Regions from separate parts of the Arabidopsis thaliana genome. Here region 1 is linked to region 2. The links are chromatin contacts, called in public ChIA-PET maps. All regions are on one chromosome and are shown on one strand. The core of a region is the stretch at or near the end of the contact, and the rest is flanking DNA. Distances in the headings are between cores, read along the strand shown.

Region 1 (7,100 bases), core at 2,145-4,644, 53 kb after region 2:
TACAAGGATCGTCCACGTGCTTGTTTAGCTGGAAACAACTACAAAACTCAACAAAGTACAATAAATTTAGGATAAGAGAGAGTTGATGCCTTTGTCTTCCGCTGGCACATGGGTTACATAACATCAGAATTCGTAATGATACACGACACCCATTTCCCATTAAGCAAAAAAATAAATAGAAAGATTAAATAAATATAATAAATCTCCATCGAATAAAAAAAGAAGAAGAACCAAAAAAAGAAATATACAAAGGGTTGGTGGCCGAAACTTTTGTGAGGAGGAGGACATGAAATGGTGGTGGTGGTGGTGGTGGTTGCAAGCAAGCAAGGTGGTAGTAGCAGATATAGTTACAAGGGGATTCAAATGAGCCATTGTTGTTGTGTTTTCTTTTTCTTACGGTGCAGTTCCCCAAGTTGTTGTTGGTGTTTTACTACTCCACTCTGTTCTTCCTCTCACCACTTCCGCTCCATCCTGGAGTCGGAGCAAATGCTGACATTCCACATCCCCCGCTGTTGCCAGGTTACCGATATCGCAACCCGTAACTGCAGTGAGGGACTGAAGCACACTGTCTCTCCCGCATTCCCTCCGATACTCCAGAGTCATGCTTTTCAGCTTCTGCCTCTCCATTATTCCCACTGGAGCACTCTCCAGGATCCACCCAATGTACTTTACATTATTCACATGCTGGTTAACATCTAGGTCACTCCATCGAGGCTGAAAATGTTCATTACCAAGCCATTAGAGAGTCTTACAAGCTGGTCAAAGGTTTGTTGAAACATACAGCAGTAAATACTAGATACTTACAGTGAGACCAGATCGAACATAGTCAGCAGTCTTGTCATCAATTTTTGTTAACTTTCTGCTGTCCTCGGCAAGGACAGGATCAGAATTCACAAAATAAGGCTCTATTTCCCCTCGAACCTCTTCAGGAATCTTTGACAATCTCCTTGTCAGTTTATTCATCATCACCCACACACTGCAAGATAATATTTTGCAATACATCTGTCAAATAGCTAACCCATGAGACCAAAAAATTCCTAATTATTCATTACATAAACTTGTGTAGTTTTTTGTTTAATTGATGATAGAGCAAACACTATAAAAAGAGAGTAAAGACATCAGGTATCTTCATCAGAAAGACCAATGAATGATCAGATGAAGAAAATGAGAATAACTTATAAATATACCAAAAGAAAATCTAACCTTGATGCTCGTGTTAAGGTTTCTCCAGTATTACAGTCCCGAACTAGCCAATCACGACGCATACCATTCTTTCCAGACTGACTGACCCAGGTGTCTACTTCAACAACATCTCCCCTGTGAGGCATATATTGAATAAGCAAATGAGTTATGATGCAATATAATATGCATGCAGAGCATATAATTCAGGGTGCAAGAAGTCATTAGTCATATGAGCATATATCTCGTACTGTAAAAGCAGTATCAACTGAAAAAACGAAATACACATCATTTTTCCCAAACCTGGTTAAAAAGAGTGAGAGCATGAACCTGCAGAACCAGGTTTATGCAAGAGGATAGCTTACCAAGTAGGATATTTATCAACCACAACCTGCATACGAGTGACAACCCATATCAAGTTCTTCTTAAACATCTCAGGTGTAGAGCCAAACCCATCTCCAAGCAATCCAGCAGTCTTAACATGATTAAGCGCCGTTTCCTGTCATGAGCATAAGAGCTTGTTCATACATATCAATTAAACCAGTGACAACAGGTAACCGTAATCATAATCAAATGGTACCTGCAGATGATTCATGACGGTTTCTATAGATGCAGAGCGATCAGCACCTATTTCATATGACCTAATAGAAAAATTCTGACGGAACACAAGGCCATCCTGAACAATTCTCCCTATACCAAAAGGATCCACCAGCATGTCAGAACGCCTAGGTTTCCAATCAAGCATCATCCACTGTTTCTCAGCCGCTAAGAAAATCGTAGTTATAGCAGCAAGAAGCATGCTCCAGTCAGGTAACTGGTTGATGAAAGTTCTCGGCGCAGGGTGTGATGAGGTCTCGGTATCAGTCCTTACAATATCTACAGAACCAGGCAAACCAACCTTTTTCCCATTAATCTTAGGTGGAGCCTGAGCGTTTGGTTTAACCTTCATCCTACCAGAGTTAGGTGCAGAATTGAGTCCAGCAAGATTCGTAGACCCAATCTTATTGCCTTTTCCATTAGGATCAAGTGAAGAAGATGGTACAGGAAAGAATGACGACGTAGCAGAGGTGGCCACCATGACGAGGAGATGAAGCGTTCAAAGACACTGCCACCAAATAAAGATCGAAAAAAGTTAGCTCAAGTGAGTGATAATAAAATAAATGCTACATCTTTTAGCTACTAGCAGGAGGATCTTCCTAAAGTAGGTATAATTTGTAGTTAACTACAAAAATGGCAGAAGAGGAAAAGGACTTCCATAAACGAAGTAAACAAACACTAAAAATCTTCAACACACCACACACACACACAAAAAAAAAAAAAAAAAAAAAACTTTTTGTTATTGCGTAAATTGTAAGATAATCCAGTTCGGCCACTGAGACTATTATGTAAATCGTCATTGTATTCAAAGATTCAACATTTGCCAAAAGAGGTTTCCGAAGTTTTGGTAGAAACCAATTTGATGCAGGTAAGAAAAAAAACACCAGATCTGAAATACAAAACAACAAAGAACAGAAGCGAGAAAAAGCTAAAGCCGGTAAAACCAGATCGTAGAAACGCAAAAGAAAAACAAAAACTTGTATTAGAAAAAATGTAATTCAAACATCATTCTTCAATCAAACATCAATCAGATGAAGAATCCGAACCAGCGACGAAGAGATTCAGAAATTACACAAAGAGAAGAAGAACCCAAAAAAAACAAAAAAATGAAAGAGAGAGAGATCTTACCAATATGAAGAGAGCAGATGAGAAATTTGTTGAGGAAATACAAAAAAAACGTAACGCCAAATTTCAACAAAAGTCTCCAAACCCTAAATTCTCCTTTCTTCGGCAGCCTCTCTGTCTCTCACGATCTCTCCTTCGCCTTTTCTTTAAAACTTTTTTTTTGTTTTTTTTTGTATTTCTCTTTCTCAAATATTTTTTACAATTCAGTTTTTTTGCGATTCTCAATACTTTTTGGGGTAAACAATAGTAAAAAAAAAATACAAATTTTTGGTGTTGAGAGAAAAATAGGGCGAGAAAATTCTATAAGGTGGGTGAGAGAGAGATATATGTGGATATGAGAGTCGGTTTTTATATAATTGCCTCTCCTCTTCTTCTCCATAGTTTCAAAACAACAACGACACATTTTTATTTCATTTTCTATATTTCCCATTTTGCCCTTTTCTTGTTACAAGATTGGTTAACCTAATTAGGCAAATTTATTCAATTTTTATTCATATGGACTACAAATTTTCTTTGAATTTCATTTAGCACGCAAAACTTGATTTGCGCTTCCGTGGAAATTTCCTTTGGACTTGGAAATTTTTTTTTGAAAAATCGAACCAATCAAATTTGTAATTGGAGAGAAAAAGACACATATCCGAATGTGTGAGCAAGCTTGTTGTCAATACTGGCACCGACGCTGTGTAATAATAAGTGGGCAGAGACAACAAGGTACATGTGCATCAATCTCTATCTTACTTGTATTTATTAAGACTAACGAAAACTACATTTAAACTAAACCTAACTCTAGCTTTTTCTCATTTTTTTAGTTTAACCATAAAACTTTGTCGAACGTGTAAAGTCAGCCTTCGGATTTATATATTTATTCCACCGAAAACATAATTTAAATTAACTTCTTCAAAATTTTACGTACCAAGTAATCTATACAAATAATGTTATTATACAAAAGCAACGTGTTATTTTTTTCAAATCGAAACAATATAGCCAATCCAAATGTTTAGGAGAGTAGGTAGATACACTTCCCAACAAGAACATCACAATATATAATTACCAGTTTGGAGAGATCAATTTTGCCTTCAGCTATCATTTTGGTAGCGTATAAGAGGCTAACAAGAAGATATGATAAGCTATTGAGGACCAGGTTCATGGAATTGACTATGATTGCCAATCTTTACAAGGACCATATCCGTCTCTTGTTTGCTCCATATTCGTGGTTAAATTTGACGATCATAATAAATGTGAGACACATGCATGCATGAGATGATGGCAAGCGTAGATCAATAAAAGTTTGACAACACATATACTAGGGACATAGATAACTACCACGATCGAGAGACGTGTGGGAGATGCACACTCGCACAAGCATGCTTAGCATACGTCTTGAAGGAGACGGTATAAAACTTTGTAGAGCATGTGATCTACTAGTACTTCCGAAGAGCCATATGGAGAAGGAGACTTAAGCGAAACGTACTTACAATTCTAAAATGAGCCATGAGAGCAGCCTATTAGTCCTCGCATACGCTACAAGAGGAGCCTGGGACCAATAATAGTATAACCATTGAGAAAGTACAGTAGACATCGACTAGATCACAATAAACTTTATTTTATGTTGACTATTTCGTCATTGATGATATTACTTATCTTTGATTATTATTAAATCTCTCATTTGGACGCTTTAATTTGCTTGGAGACGAGTCAAGAATTAAGTCAGGAGAAACAGCAGCGTTGATAATTCTGTTTTCATTTTGAATATATATCGTGTTTAATTTGGTTTACATTAAAAAGTCTTAATTAAACAAAAAAGATGATTCAAAACCTTTAGTTGCATTTGCATATTTATTTTTCATATACAAAGAAGTACAGATGATTATGCCTTTTGAAAACCTAGTTATTACTTATTGCATAGTTTATTTTCTGATCAAGTAAAAAAAGTTATGAACACAATTCTTCTTATGAATGACTCTCAAAATTAAGGATGTTGCCTTGGAGATTTATAGGAGTTAGCCTACTTTTCACCTTGAGGATCAATTTTATAGTCAAAGCTAATAATGTTTGTGGTCTATATTAGTTACCACTTGTTTACTACATCCAAGCGATTGAATTCGCATTTCCCATACTCTTGACTTAATTAAACCTTGAGATTTCATGATTTATTATGCAAAATTTAATCCTTCGCTATCTATTTGTTCCTAAAAGATATAAATTGAATAAAAACGTAACTCTCCAATTAATAAGAAAAACTTCTTTAATTATTTTTCTAGGTTAATTAATAAATTTATAAAACAATAAATATCATATTAGAAATTCATACTAATAAATTTTGAGACATTTTATTGAAATCTTAATGTGGATAGTGCTGCAATCAGGAAAGGATGACGAGACAAAAGATAGAGAAGCAAAAGTAAGCTGATAAGGTTTGATACAGTAGAAAATACTATCTCTTAACTTCTTCTTCTTCTTCTTCTTCTTCTCCTATCTTTGAAAATGGCGATGACTCCGGTCGCGTCATCATCTCCAGTTTCAACCTGCAGACTCTTTCGCTGCAATCTCCTCCCTGATCTCTTACCTAAGCCTCTGTTTCTCTCCCTCCCCAAACGAAACAGAATTGCCTCGTGCCGCTTCACTGTACGTGCCTCCGCGAATGCTACCGTCGAATCCCCTAACGGTGTCCCTGCCTCCACATCAGATACGGATACGGAGACGGATACCACCTCCTATGGCCGACAGTTTTTCCCTTTGGCCGCAGTTGTTGGCCAGGTCAGAGAATTTGCAATTTGATTCTGCAGGTTGCATAATTCTACTCAATTTGATTTAGTTGGAGTTGGGTATAGGAAAAAGCTTCAGTTTTTCATCAGTGAACTGTGTGTTATGGGACTTTTACATTTGTTTGTTCAACTTGTTAGATGCCGAAAGCCTCACAGAGGATGTAATTTGTTTGCTTTAACTAAATGTTGTTTGTAGGAAGGCATAAAAACTGCTCTTTTACTTGGCGCGGTTGATCGTGAAATCGGAGGGATTGCCATTTCAGGTCGTAGAGGCACTGCAAAAACAGTCATGGCGCGAGGGCTTCATGAAATCCTCCCTCCTATTGAAGTTGTTGTAGGCTCAATATCAAATGCTGACCCAGCTTGTCCAGATGAGTAAGATTCTTACAATCTGAGAAAGAAATTGCTTTTCTTCTTCTTTTAATTCTTACACTGTTGGCTTGTACCTTTTGTGATATATGTAGGTGGGAAGATGACTTAGATGAGCGCATAGAGTACAATGCTGACAATACCATTAAGACTGAGATTGTCAAATCTCCTTTCATTCAGGTACATTTAGTTTTAGGAGGCATTACAATTTTTCTGAAATTGTTTTTCTTTTTACTTAGGTTTTCCTGTCGTTTATGTCACACAGATTCCACTAGGAGTTACAGAAGACAGACTCATTGGGTCTGTTGATGTTGAGGAGTCTGTGAAAAGGGGGACAACTGTTTTCCAACCTGGTCTTTTGGCTGAAGCCCATAGAGGAGTGTTGTATGTTGATGAAATAAATCTCTTAGATGAGGGAATTAGTAATTTGCTTCTCAATGTATTGACGGATGGTGTTAATATAGTTGAAAGAGAAGGAATCAGCTTTAGGCACCCGTGCAAACCACTTTTAATTGCAACCTATAACCCTGAAGAAGGTGCTGTTCGAGAGCACTTGCTAGACCGTGTTGCCATTAATTTAAGGTACTACTGGAGTTTATAAATCAAGTGTGATAAATATTGCCTGTTTCTTTTGGGTAATTCCCATTTCTTTCTCTTTTTACATCACGATGTTAACCTTTGCAGTGCAGACCTACCTATGAGTTTTGAAGATCGTGTCGCAGCAGTTGGAATTGCCACACAGTTTCAGGAACGCTGTAATGAGGTTTTTAGAATGGTAAATGAAGAGACAGAAACAGCAAAGACGCAGGTATCTTCAAATGAATTAAGAAAAAAAGGGCCTCATTAGTAAAAATTTGATGGGATGCTATGCTTCTCATCCCACTTTTCTCGATCATAATCCAGTGCATTTTCTCTGACTTTAGATTATATTGGCTAGAGAATATTTGAAAGATGTCAAGATAAGTAGAGAGCAATTGAAGTATCTGGTTTTGGAAGCTGTCCGAGGTGGTGTCCAGGTATTGAGCAAAAATTCTGAAGTAATTTTTTGTTAATGGAAGAAATACA
Region 2 (7,846 bases), core at 4,201-6,700:
GACAAATCTAAATCTTGCCTCATAAAAATTTAGGTGTATTAAGATAAGATTATTTTGTATGGTAGTGTCTATAATGTGGGTTGTTCATGTTGAGGTTGTCAATGTTGTGTATTTTTGTTTGTTTAGTTAATTTGCTTAACTCTGTTCTTTGTGGGTTAATACAGTAAGCTTCAGAGTGAGGCCGTTCGTGAAGCCATCACTACTATCACAGGGAAATCCGAGGCAAAGAAACGTAACTTTGTCGAGACTATTGAGCTCCAGATCGGTCTGAAGAACTATGACCCTCAAAAGGACAAGCGTTTCAGTGGATCTGTCAAGTTACCACATATCCCCCGTCCTAAAATGAAGATCTGCATGCTCGGAGATGCCCAGCATGTTGAAGAGGTGATATATCTTTTCATGGAAATTGATCATTTTGTGCTCTGTTTCTTGTATAATGGTTTTGTGCTCATTTCATTTGGTGGCTCTATTAGTTTCATTTGATGTTGTATATGTCTTCTGAATGTAGATGCATGATGTTTTCGGAATTTGGTCATTGTTTATTTAGGCTTCATTTCTTGCATAATTAAATATTTGCTTATTTCATCTTGTATCTTTTCGTAGGCTGAGAAGATGGGGTTGGAAAACATGGATGTTGAGTCTCTAAAAAAGCTTAACAAGAACAAGAAACTCGTCAAGAAGCTTGCAAAGAAATACCATGCTTTCTTGGCCTCTGAGTCTGTCATTAAGCAGATTCCTCGTCTTCTTGGTCCTGGTCTTAACAAGGCAGGCAAGTTCTGGCTACAGCTAATATTCCATTGTTCTTCTTTACATCCGTTTTGATTTTGGATAGGTTTTAGTAGTCTATTTCTTTTGTCAATGTCTTTTTGATACAATGCCAATCCTTTATCCTGTGAGATTATGCTTCTTTGATGATTCTTAAGTAACATTCCTTTGCTTTACTTTACACAGGAAAATTCCCAACTCTTGTGAGCCACCAGGAATCCTTGGAGTCAAAGGTGAATGAAACAAAGGCAACAGTGAAGTTCCAGCTGAAGAAGGTTCTGTGCATGGGAGTTGCAGTTGGTAACCTTTCAATGGAAGAGAAGCAGATCTTTCAGAATGTGCAGATGAGCGTCAACTTCCTCGTCTCGCTATTGAAGAAGAACTGGCAAAATGTCAGGTGTTTGTACCTCAAGAGCACAATGGGACCACCACAAAGAATCTTCTGAGCTTTCACCTACTTAAAATTGGTGGCTATAAGACACTTCTTCTTACCCTTTCGTTTTTGTTTCAGACATATCTGTTAAACAGTGTAAGAGTTGTGCTGCTACTCTCCTCTTTAGCTTTTGGTTTGGATAATTTGAAATAACTGCAGTGATTTTGGTTAATGGATTTTGTAGCTTATATTATCTTTGAATTAGATGTGCTTATTTCAAAGACGAATCAATCCACAGATGTGAATAAAAACAGAAATTTTCGTTTTCAATTTGAAAATTGTCCTCGTGGACTGTTCCATAACCAAATTCTATTGACTATGCAGTAATTGATCTTTGAATTAAAAGGATCAACCCACTGATTATACTCCAATTGAATAAATATTCTTCTTTAATGTTGTTTATAATCTCTTAAGCAAGCTCTAATGATGTATTTTTGAAGCAAACTCTAATGCTTTTATGGTCAGTATATTTATTCTCTTAAGTTTTATAACTAAATTACCATTTTTTTTTGCCAAAGCAGACAACAAAATAGCGAAGTGCGTTCCAAAAGTTAGCGTTTTCGTCTCCGTCCCCAAATCTCTCAGCTACCTTAAATCAGAATTCTAGGGTTCTTCCGATTAGGGTAAAATCGAATCCAGATTTCCCAAAATTCTGATCTTTGATTTATAAAAGATGTCTCAAAACGGGAAGATAATCCCAAATCTGGACCAAAACAGTACGAGGCTCCTCAATCTCACAGTTCTCCAGCGGATCGATCCATACATCGAGGAAATCCTCATCACAGCCGCTCATGTCACTTTCTATGAATTCAACATTGAGCTCAGCCAATGGGTTAGTCTCAATCAATCTTCGATTACATAATTTGATGTTTGCTTCCCTACCTAATGATTGATCTGTCTTTTGTCATTCAGAGTCGTAAGGACGTTGAAGGATCTTTGTTTGTTGTCAAAAGGTTACTACTTTCGATCTTTAACTATGTGTATCTTATCTTTAATCGTCTTCTCAAATCTGATTGGATCCTTTTTTTTGTTTCTTTCAGAAGTACACAACCTCGATTTCAGTTTATTGTGATGAATCGTCGTAATACAGGTCAGGATTTATTCAAATAAAGTTGGTGTGTGTCATGTGTCTAGAAAAGGTTTAGATTTAGTAATATATTGCAAGTTCTTATTTAAGGATTCAGTATTAGTAATCATCAGTGTGTTGCTGTATTTGTCTGGATAGATAATCTGGTGGAGAATCTCCTGGGAGATTTTGAGTATGAAGTACAAGGTCCATATTTACTTTACCGTAATGCATCTCAAGAAGTAAATGGCATTTGGTTCTACAATAAACGTGAATGCGAGGAGGTAGCAACTCTTTTCAACAGGTATGTATATATAAGTCACTGCATATCAGGTAGAAACTGTTGGTTTCAATTGTTGGATCATGAATAATATCAATATCGTCTTTTATTTGCCTATTATCAGACAGTTACTTGTTGGCAAATATAATGTTCTTGTATATTTGTATGAACTTGAAATTACTCTTACTCGTTGTATCTCTGCCTAATGGTTCCTTGGCATGACAGAATACTCAGTGCATATTCCAAGGTTAACCAGAAGCCAAAGGCCTCATCTTCAAAGAGGTAATATTTTCATGATTAGATTTAGTTAGTACACCATTAGTTGTTTCTTGGATGTGTTTTCTTTGAGGTGGAAACTTGATAATCTAAATCATTTTTCCCGCTGTTATATCTCTTACTTGTTAAATTAAGTTAGATTTTCTATGTACTGCAGTGAGTTTGAGGAATTGGAAGCTAAGCCTACAATGGCAGTTATGGATGGTCCTCTTGAACCATCATCAACTGCTAGGGATGCCCCTGATGATCCTGCTTTTGTCAACTTCTTTAGCGTAAGTTTCTAAAGCTTCTGTTACACACTCACACTATCATCTTCACCATGACAGCATCTTATACGACTAATGGCAGGAGGGCTTTCTATTAGTTCTAGCCTTCTAGGTTCTTGAATTATCTTCAGCGTAGTATATGGTCCAACTTAGACTCCTCAAATTGTAACACTGAATTTATCTAAATTGTTGACAGTCAACGATGAATCTTGGGAACACTGCGAGTGGGTCAGCAAGTGGACCTTACCAATCATCAGCGATTCCTCACCAACCTCACCAGCCTCACCAACCCACCATTGCTCCTCCTGTAGCGGCAGCAGCACCTCCACAGATACAATCACCACCGCCTCTACAATCCTCCTCTCCTCTGATGACTCTCTTTGACAACAACCCTGAAGTTATCAGCAGCAACTCCAACATTCACACAGATTTGGTGACGCCGTCTTTCTTTGGCCCCCCACGAATGATGGCACAGCCACACCTCATTCCTGGTGTATCTATGCCCACTGCTCCTCCTCTCAATCCTAATAATGCGAGTCACCAGCAGCGGTCATATGGTACTCCGGTGCTCCAGCCTTTCCCACCCCCAACTCCACCACCATCACTCGCTCCTGCACCCACTGGTCCGGTTATCAGCAGAGACAAAGTGAAGGAAGCCCTTTTATCCCTGTTGCAGGTTCGTCCTTTACCACATCACTTTATTTGAGCTGCTGTGCAAACCTAACGAGTTGCTTTTGACAGGAGGATGAATTCATTGACAAGATTACCCGAACTTTACAAAATGCACTTCAACAATGAAGCTGCGCTGGTCAGCATCTACGTGTGGGATAGTGGCTGTTTGATCTAGAATGTGTAGTTAAAATGTAGTTTTGTTCCCTCTGAAAGTGTTGTTGGAACCTTATAAGATACTGCACTGCCCCCTTTGTTTAACTCTTGGAATTACTTTTTCATTTTATCTACTTTCAAGTTTTTACCTTTCCTCATCAATTTTTGTTTCGTAGTCGAAAGACATGTTAAAGACTTTAGATTCACAAATCTTCATGCATGTTTAGAGTTTATTGGAACATATACACATCAAGATTAATACAAAAAACATGAAAGAGTAAGAAGAAAGAGAGATAATTTTTCTATTTTTTAAAAGATTCGAGATTGCAAGACAAAAACTGTTTGTATGGTTCAAGTCAAAGACGTATTGTGATGTTTCGTTTTGAAGTATTATCCCAATCTTTTGTGAGCTTTCCCTCGAGAAACGCTTTTAACATTTAATACTTTAGTTAGACTGACAGACATTCTTAAAATCAAGATCATATAAGAAAGACTTGTCGAGATATAGAATGAAACATCAAATAGCAAAGAAAGCTTTGTTTTGATTGATAATATTACACATAACCAAGAGAGAGCATATAGTACAAACGAAAACAAGAATAGTTATCCTTAGAAGTAATCTTCAGTCCTGCCCTTGAATCCGATTTGTCCGAAAGTGAGGCAGAGGAAGAGGCCTAAGTGCCACGTAACCAACCACAACCAGAACTGTGAAGTGAGAGCTGGAGGAGTCGGGAAGTGAGCGAGCTCAGTTCCGATGCTATCGAAGAAGAGACCCGTCAGGCTCTTCCCATTTATCGCTGGAATGCTCGACGGAGCTAGCCATCCGATCAGCCCAAATCCTACCACGTTCAAATCTCTCCTCAACCAGTTCCTCTCAAAGCTTTAATTCATTTTTGACACAAACAAATAAATTTATTAGAAAATACCCTAAAAAGCACCTCAAAATTAAAACAAGCTTTATTAAGTTCCTAAGATCAGTTAGGACTCATTCCTATATCTTAAGTAACATAACTAGTGATACTTCTGGAGTTTTAAGCATTTTCATAAAATGTGATATCTTTGTTATTACTATGAGAAGAAAATAAAGAGTAACCTACCAAGTGACTCTTCCTCCCGATGCACCGGCGAGTCTCAAAGGGTTCTTGGCGCTTAATGTTGGTTTTAAAAAGGCTAAAAAACATACGAGAAATCACAAATCAAGATTATCATATGCATATATATGTTTGATTGAAATTATTCGAAAAGAGAAAGAGAGAAAAAGAGTACATGAAGAGAAGGGTTTGGTGGTGATGGATGATCCTCCGAGGCCTATCACCGTCGATGGTGTTGCAAATGTTGCTGCCATTTTTCTTCTTTGCTGCTTTCTCCCAAACTGATCTCCTTTATTTTTTTAAGTAAATACAACACAAACACAAGAAATAGATTTTTATTCTGTGGACAAAGAGAGAGATTTCGAGGATGTGTTATCAATCAATAGCTTTGTGACACCTCATTATTTTCTTTGATATTGTGGGTCTATTTCTTGGATAAGATTGATTCCAGATTTATTTTTTGTCTCAAAATTTGTTTATTTTTTTTGTTTGTATTTTATAAAGATTTTTACATCTTTTAGTTTGCATGTTAATGATTTTAATTAGTCAAAAAGCCAAAACACCATGAATTCCATTTTTTTTTTTTCAAACACAATATTCCCTCTCCCAATATCTGCCAAAAATCAAAATCAAATTACTGTACCGATACCATTTGTTCGGTTCGGTTTAATCCGGTAATCGATGAGGTAAAGGCATTTGTGAAATTGATCAGCCGAGTCGGATCGGCGGGTAAAATGGACTACAGCTTAGCGGCGGTGAAGATGCTTTGTTCTCAGCTCCGGGACGCTAAACCGACGCCTTCTCAGAACGCCGCCTCCCTAGGCGGTGTACTTTTTCAACGTGCTTGGTTACAGGTTCCCAATCTATCATCCTCTCATTGTCTATAGCTAAATTGTTAATTCCTGTTTCGATGACTTCAAGTCTTGCGTTGCAGGGCGTTTTGGTCCCCTTCTCCGGTGGAGGCGGCGATAATTGTCTGGTACTTGATGACGGAACCGGTCTTTTGGAGCTCGGTCTCACCAACGATTTTGCCCTCCGTCAATGGAAATCAGGAATGTACGTGATGGTTGTTGGTGTCTACCAAGTCCGTACTGGGCAGATACCTCTACTTAAGGTTAATTTGAAAACTTTAGGTCTTTGATATGCACATTGGATCACTCCAATGTGATTTTAGTTTCGCTAGAGTTGCAGACTAGTCAAATTGGTTTATTATGCCAATTGGCACATTAAAGAGTTAAGTGAGAATGTTAGATGTTATGATCACTAGATCAGGCTGACACAAGCTTAGGTGACTAAGGAGCTTAAGTTCCATAAGAGGTTTTGAGTTTGAATGTGTTAGTAAAAATCTTGTGATGATATATCTAGGTGTGGCATGAAGATGCTTGTAATCACTAGTGATTAAGATTCATCTTCTCTTGTGATGTTCGAGTCAAAGTATCATCTGCATTTACATGCAATGCTTTGATTACTGAAACTTGTCATTGTTGTTTTAAACTGAAACCAGGTTCATAAGATGGTTGACCTGTCGGTGAGCCCAGATCGTGAAGCCATGTGGTATTTAGAAGTCATGGACGCATACAGACTCTTCTATGAGCCCTTGATCCAAGAGTTCTCTTGATTCTTCACTTCACTTAACTTATCTATTCTTCTTTTAGTTTCACCAGACCAGATTAATCCTTTTTTTGTTTATTGAAGATGATCTTTAGAGTCATGGGTATGTACTTCTACGGAATCAAAAGCAAGGTTGTATCATTTTTAACACACCATTGCTAGTTTTCAATTTATCCAATTTCTGCTGCACTTCTCATCTTCTTGATCATGGACTCAAATACTGATACAATTTTACAAAAAGGCATTCATTACTAGTAAGACCTACAAAATTGTTCCACAAGTTGAGGAGACAAGTTAGAAATACCAAACAACTTTAGACAAGTATTTCCACTTCGACTTAGAGCTCCTCTCAATCGTGCCTTTTCTTCCTCATGCATCCTCAACAGCCTAAGAATCTCTCGCACACGAGGGAAAAATGCACCAGGACGAACACAATAAGGTTTAAGCACAGTAAGAAGTGCCTCTGCGTCAACTTCAAACCTATCAAACTTTTGTCTCCGTAAAACAGGTTCTCCTGAGAAAAATTTACGAGAAACATAATGGTCAAGCCCTTCCGCGAGATTTCTCCACAAGTCCAAGAAGTCTTTCGGGTTCATGTTTAGATGAAGAACACACAGATGCCTTCTTAAATTGTCCAATGCTTCTGCGACACCCTGAGACACTGTTAAATTGCTGGAGCTGGTAATGACGTCTTCGTCCCATGAAACTGCATTGTTGTGGAAGTGGTCGCTGCAAAGATTGTCAAATTGGTGGAGAAAAACTGTTATAATCTCCATAAGCCAATTGGTTTCCAACTCAACAAGGCTTTTCAGTTCTTCCCCAAAAAAGCAGCCTTGGCAGGAAACTTCAGGTTTTCTATCAACTTTGACACTGGTTTCGGCAGCCCACATCTCTACAAAAACCAAATCATCACTCCATTCTCGTAGTTTTGATTCAAGATACCGAGCAGCATTAACCGGTCCACATGCTTGTATCAGTGTATCTTCAGACAAACCATAATGAGAGAGATCAGTCTTTTTGAACTCCAATAACAGAATTTTGAATATACACCAGAGAAATCTGGTGGCAGTAGCTCTTATAAATTGGATCCTTGGTAGAATGGCCGGTAGAGATAGACCATGGTCTATCAACCTCCAAGTCCTATTAAGAAAAGAGTCTGCTACTAATGGCGCTTTATAATCTTCTCTTGTAGATAGAACATACTTTGCAGACTGTGAGTTGGATTCATTACCA

The links. ChIA-PET counts read pairs in DNA pulled down with a chosen protein or histone mark.
Region 1: an H3K4me3 ChIA-PET map of shoot shows a contact between it and region 2, with 11 read pairs. The contact joins the promoter of FATB here to the promoter of PSAO in region 2. A contact is called at or near these places in 3 of 26 Hi-C or Micro-C datasets (leaf, root and seedling) and 1 of 2 datasets of contacts at active chromatin or transcription factors (shoot).

What each region holds. Positions count from the first base shown.
Region 1 is chr1:2,691,153-2,698,252 of TAIR10.1, forward strand. FATB (fatty acyl-ACP thioesterases B) reads right to left here and starts at 3,395. Exons shown (of 6, transcript NM_100724.3): 1 at 2,905-3,395; 2 at 1,760-2,284; 3 at 1,545-1,678; 4 at 1,204-1,317; 5 at 805-976; 6 at 1-714. The coding sequence starts at 2,257. The coding sequence ends at 394. ALB1 (ALBINA 1) reads left to right here and starts at 5,229. Exons shown (of 15, transcript NM_100725.4): 1 at 5,229-5,658; 2 at 5,863-6,041; 3 at 6,131-6,215; 4 at 6,301-6,617; 5 at 6,720-6,843; 6 at 6,959-7,051. The coding sequence starts at 5,386.
Region 2 is chr1:2,636,484-2,644,329 of TAIR10.1, forward strand. PSAO (photosystem I subunit O) reads right to left here and starts at 5,451. Exons shown (of 3, transcript NM_100711.4): 1 at 5,178-5,451; 2 at 5,009-5,081; 3 at 4,320-4,791. The coding sequence starts at 5,256. The coding sequence ends at 4,521. AT1G08390 (recQ-mediated instability-like protein) reads left to right here and starts at 5,589. Exons shown (of 3, transcript NM_100712.5): 1 at 5,589-5,856; 2 at 5,937-6,116; 3 at 6,507-6,802. The coding sequence starts at 5,737. The coding sequence ends at 6,620. AT1G08400 (RINT-1 / TIP-1 family) reads right to left here. Exons shown (of 4, transcript NM_100713.3): 4 at 6,536-7,846. The coding sequence ends at 6,865. AT1G08360 (Ribosomal protein L1p/L10e family) reads left to right here. Exons shown (of 5, transcript NM_100709.5): 3 at 165-384; 4 at 604-769; 5 at 952-1,521. The coding sequence ends at 1,211. It also overlaps DCP1.